Linked DNA regions of Mus musculus: region 1 is linked to region 2. The links are chromatin contacts, called in public ChIA-PET maps. All regions are on one chromosome and are shown on one strand. The core of a region is the stretch at or near the end of the contact, and the rest is flanking DNA. Distances in the headings are between cores, read along the strand shown. Region 1 overlaps Rora (RAR-related orphan receptor alpha). Region 2 overlaps Rora (RAR-related orphan receptor alpha).

Region 1 (2,700 bases), core at 187-2,686, 91 kb after region 2:
GTGTTCTGTGGCACAGGCACACCCACGCCTACAAACATAAACACACACCTACGTGTGTGAGACACACACACACACACACACACACACACACTTCTTAAGTCTTAAAATACAGTTGTCCCTCTATAAAGTGACATTTTTGGGCCCACAGATTCAACCAACCACAGATTGAAAATATTTGGTCAAGTGTTGTGTGTGTCCTGAACACATACCAACCTTTGCTTCTTCTATTTGTTGCTTAAACAATATAGTCTAACATCTACTTAACATTCACACGTAGTGGGCATTAGAAGTAGTCCAGAGAGTCTTCTATGAGAGGCTTAGGCATCCTTGGGGTCCTAGAGCCTCCCCTCGCTGATCCCGCGATCCACTGCTGTCTGTAGAGTTCCTGTCATTTCAGAAATCTGCTATTTGCCTTTGCCAAGAAGCCATTGCCAAGGGGGATATCAGCCAGCTTAATCAATGAGATGGTTAACAAACAATAATACTTTTCATTGGTGTGATGATTCAACTCTAGTCATGGCTGGTAGTACTTATTGTAACATCTCTTCTTATAGTGGAGAATGAATACGGGGCCATGAACAATGGCTTTGAATTCTAGTCTTGTCATTCACAAACATGAATTGACACAGAGTTATACAATGGCTCTGGGCTTAGTTTCCCTGGCTGTAAACTAGCGGTGGTTGAAATCTCTGCTTTCACTGCAGTTATGAGATTCAATATTTTTAGGAGTGTATGGAGGGAGCAGAGGATGCCCTCAAGTGTCACACTCAGGTGCACCATGCCCTTCCTTTGAGATGGGGCCTCTCATTTCCCTAGAACTCACCAGGATAGATTCACTGGCCAAGAAGTGTGGAGGATTTCCCAGCACTTGGCTGATAGAGCAGTCAGGACCACACAGAGCTTTTTATTTGGGTACTGGGGATCTAAGCTCAGGTCTTCATATTTGCAAAGCAAGCACTTTAGCCACAGAGCAGTCTTTCCATCCCCGATTGTGAGACTTAATAGCAATAACAGATGAAGAGTGGCGGGGTCAGGGTTTATTCCCAGCCCTCCTGGCAAAGCAAGGTGACTATTTTCATATTTACCCCCAACTGGGACCTGAGCACTTGGGGCCAAGACCACCTCAGCTGATAAACCCAGCTCTGACAGATTTGTGTTCAATAATTATCTGTTGGCTGAATGGATAAACTAGACAAAAGGATGAGTGAAAACCAATTGTTTAAAGAGAAATGAAAAAGGAAATGTCATATCTACTTTCCTGGATAAGAAAGCCCAGACCCAGAGAACTAAAATGGTTAAGGGTGGTATAGAGCTAACTAACACAGGACTAATACATCTCCCTTCTCCCCCACCGAACCCCCACATCACCATCACCCTCCTTTGTAAACCTCTGGCCTTTGGCAGGCTCCTGGACTGCATTTTTCAGAGCTGCTGTCACATAGTTTAGAAAACCGGAAACAATACTTGCCTCTGCTTTTATGGCCGAGGCTTCTAGAGTAAAAAGCCAAGGCAGCCTTTAAATGTTTCATTTTTATAAGGGGCCATAAAGAAAAGCAAAAAAAAAAAAATCATAAATCCAGATCTCAAACACCTTAGACCACCCTCGGTCAGCTGGACATAGCTTCAGAAAATAGACGGAAGTTTCTCGAAGTTTCTTTCTTTGGATGCAGGAAGTGTGTTTGCTCGGTCGGTGGTGACTCACCGTGCCTCCTGCACCAGGCATGGAGACAGAACCTTGCTTATTTATTGTGCGCCTCTTTTCAGTTTACAAGGTCAGACTGGATGTTAGGGCTGTTTCCCCAGCATCGCTCTACTGACCGACTTCACTCTAATCCCCTGAAGTCACTTAAATCAAGGAGAGGCGGTGGGGGCGGGGACCCATCAGAGAGCACCAGTGACTGCCTCCCGCCCGCCCGCCCGCCCGTTGTTCTCGGAGGCAAATTAATTTGACGCTGTTATGCCTGTTATGTAAGTGTGATCGTCCCCTCTAATCACATCACAGGACTGAGAGCTGCCAGAAATAACAGGAGGGAACATTCGAGATATCAAAGGGGAGACACTAAAATAGATTGTTTATTTAGGTACCGAATGGAAACGCTATTATTGGGAGATGCAAAACAACCCTCCTCTCACACATCCTTGCTTCACATACTGTGCCTCCAAGAGATATGAAATCAGTGCTTCCGATGGAGTAGGAAGTGAGGGGAACTGGGGGTGTCAACGTAGCGGTGGCTTTGTGGGTGTCTGCCATTGCCTTCTGCACCTGCCTCTTCTGTGAAGCTTCTCTCATGGTCCAAAGTTCTTTCTTTGTATCCACCTCAGCCCCGGTCTGACTCTCCTTACACTATTCCATTGCCACCCTGCTTCCCCTTGTTCTTCCCCAAGTCCAGCCGAGATGCTACTCATCAGGAGAAGTTCAAAATATATGGCATCCCCATCTTTTAGTACATGCTAGGTATCTGTTTCTCTTCCCCAAATTCTTTTCCTGTTCCCTCTTGGGCAGGAGTTCAAGTAAGGAGATATACCTTGGAGTGATGGCTCATTGTGGTCTACAATGTGCTGTGTGTTGGGGTTGGGGGGAAGGAGACGGCAGGGATGTAGGGGGTGCACTATGTGTGTGTGTGTGTATGTGTGTGTGTGTGTGTGTGTGTGTCTTCAGGGTGTGTTTATGTGTGGGTAGTGCATGCATGCAGAGGTCAG
Region 2 (2,700 bases), core at 44-2,543:
TCTAGAATAGTAGAGGCATGGTGATATGGCAGCTGGGAAATAGCAGATTAAACAGAAATCTCCAGTCTTTGGTGCTATACTCTTTTTAGGAGACCTAGAAAGTGCCAGATTCCACTTTTCAGTTGAATAGACCTTGTGTGTGTGTGTGTGTGTGTGTGTGTGTGTGTGTGTGTGTGTGCACGCGCGCACACGTGTGCAGTTACTAATATCATTGTAATATAGTGTGCCAAGCTCTGTCCCAAAACTGAATGGACTTTAGTTCTACCATGAATTAAACCAGTAATGAGTACTTTCATCTCTGATTCAGACATTATCTACTAGATTTGATAGCTACTGACCACTCAAGACTCCTTTGCTTAGGATGAAATACTTACACTCTCTGGACCTCAGGATTCTCTTTGATCCATTGTTCATCACAATAGCTCCATATAGTGAGGTCTGTATGGCTCGCGTGCTAAGGACTTCACATGAGGGAACTCCTATGTCTACAGCAAACTTAATGCAGATGGCCTGAAACTTAGGTTAAGGGACTTAACTAAAGTCAAAGAGCATTGACTAATTCCAGAGCAGAGAATTAAAGCACGTCTTTGCACCAGTGTAGTTTGGGCTCTATGCCACTAAGGCCCATCCTGGCTTTCATATTGTAGCACTCCAGGGCCTTGAAGACTCATATAAAGATAGCTTGAGGGGGGGAATGGCAAGGTAGGTTGGTGGGTAAAGTCACCTACTACCAAACCAGATGACTTTGTGTGGTCCCATGGGACCCATGGGGTGGAAGGAAAGAACCAGAGACTCCTACAAGTCAGAGTGTACAAGCTTCACATGCACACAGTCACACCGAGACACACTTCATAAAGAAGTATAAAAACAATGATGATAGACGCTCCCAAACCTGCTTAAGCAGAAAAGGTTGCTGGAGTAAAAAGGGGTAGAAAGGATGAGAGTCGCCACACTGCCGAAAACACGGAAGAAACATGAGCAAAGCTTCTGAAAGCAAAATGCCATCGTCAGTGGCTCAGAGCTCATCACCCAACTATGTCAAGGTACTAGGAAGCTAAGTGCAGCCTCTCTTTCCAGACTGCACTGAGCCATCACTGTCCCTTCTCTCGGGATGGCATCGCGATGGCCATTCAGCCAATGGCTTCACACAGCAGACAGAGCCACCCAGTAAGGGTCTTCAAAGCTGCTGCATGGGAAGTCACCTCACCTTTGCAACTTTTCTACTCTATGCAGGTGTCAGCCACAGCTAGAGGAGCTGTGACTTTCACTTTAGCCAAGATGCTCCGTGGATACACACGCACGCTGGCACCCACAGTGTGCTCACTCAGAGATAGGGTGTCTTGGTTTCCTCTGCTTACACAACTGAAGCTGCCTGGGGACACTTTTATTTAGATGGCTCATCGGCCACAAACTGTTTCGTTACGTGTTGCCTGGCTCCCTTCACTTCCTGCACATTCTCTTGAGCAGATAGTTCATCTCCTTATCTCAGAGAACTATTTCCCCAAGTGTAGCCCTGGAGTTAGGAGTGTTGATACCATCGAGGCTGGTAAGCATGAAACCACCCTTTTGGTAATTGTTGGAGTGGTGCTTTTTTTCATGTTTGCTTCATGAAGAGATGATGTGGTTAGATTTGAGTGGGGCCTTGCTGAGGGTGTCATCTGTGCCTGGGGTTACCCACATCGTCACGTGGTTCACTTCTTTGTGCAGCACGATGATCTTATCTTATGGGTTGCACCTCTGCATGACACTCCAAGCTCCTTCTAGCTTTTGTGTGTGCATGCCCATGCAAATGTGGGCACTGGGCCTGTGTGGGGGGCTTACTCAAAGCAGCTGCTCACCGGTGGGTGCTTTAGTCATTAATGTATAATGGGAACTGGTCAATTGGGGGCCTCTCCAGCTGTGCTTAGAAAGTCAGGTTTACCTGACTTTTTCTCTTGAAATTTGCCTGAATTAGATATAGTTTTTCTAAGTTTCGAACGTGGTAATTCCTTTGTTCTCTCTCTATTCTGGGAACTGACCACTCAGAGTGCAAAGGTGAATACAACAGAGCAAATATCCTTAGGAGACTCTCAATATAGTAACACACACACACACACACACACACACACACACACACACACACACACACACTGGGAGGAGTGGGAAAGAAAGGTGGGAAGGGAGGGAGGAGAGATGACAAATATCTAGAATCTAATTCAGGAAGGGCCAAGGAGATACCAGGATCTGTGGGAAGACAGACTAGGACCAGAAGAGACCCTGTGAGGAGCAAGAGGCATATCAAGCCCATCTTCAAAGTCAAGAACAAGCTCACCACTTCAAAAATAGAGAAAATGTTCCCAGAAAAGGCCAGAAGAAAAGAAGCATATGAAGGCGGAACTATTTGGCTTGTTTGTATGTCCCAAATAGAGCAGCAGGCCCAGCAGCAGGCTGCACAAAGCTCACTGGCTCCTCTGGCATGGAAATTTGTGTATTTTCCTGAGGTGTGTGCTTTAAAAATTAATCCAAAGCTTAATTTGTGAGTTCATCAGAAACTCCAGAACATCCGAAGGAGATTTGGGGGAACTTTGTTCAGCCTGGCCACTGTTCCATGGTTCTGACATGTCTTTCCCTTCACGCAGCATTCAAACCTGCGAATTCTCCACCCCACGGTGTTAATCATAAATGTATCCTTGACCTCTACCCGCTGGGGAAAAAGCAAAA

The links. ChIA-PET counts read pairs in DNA pulled down with a chosen protein or histone mark.
Region 1: an RNA polymerase II ChIA-PET map of memory CD8 T cells shows a contact between it and region 2, with 198 read pairs. The contact joins two enhancer-like sites. A contact is called at or near these places in 10 of 484 Hi-C or Micro-C datasets (CD4 T cells, CD4 single positive thymocytes, CD8 T cells and 6 more) and 4 of 115 datasets of contacts at active chromatin or transcription factors (CD8 T cells, effector CD8 T cells, heart atrium and 1 more).

Annotation. Positions count from the first base shown.
Region 1 is chr9:69,123,770-69,126,469 of GRCm38.p6, forward strand. The region is part of intron 1 of Rora (RAR-related orphan receptor alpha); the gene reads left to right. Among named protein-coding and RNA genes, the nearest start is that of Gm46153, 180 kb to the right of the region's middle. Within about 2 kb of position 1,437, at least 116 of the 459 cell types and tissues checked have an H3K27ac peak or open chromatin away from gene starts, as enhancers often do. A contact at or near this core is called in CD4 single positive thymocytes, CD8 T cells, Th1 cells and 3 more, where this site is marked.
Region 2 is chr9:69,033,103-69,035,802 of GRCm38.p6, forward strand. The region is part of intron 1 of Rora (RAR-related orphan receptor alpha); the gene reads left to right. Among named protein-coding and RNA genes, the nearest start is that of Gm31262, 210 kb to the left of the region's middle. Within about 2 kb of position 1,294, at least 55 of the 459 cell types and tissues checked have an H3K27ac peak or open chromatin away from gene starts, as enhancers often do. A contact at or near this core is called in CD4 single positive thymocytes, CD8 T cells, Th1 cells and 3 more, where this site is marked.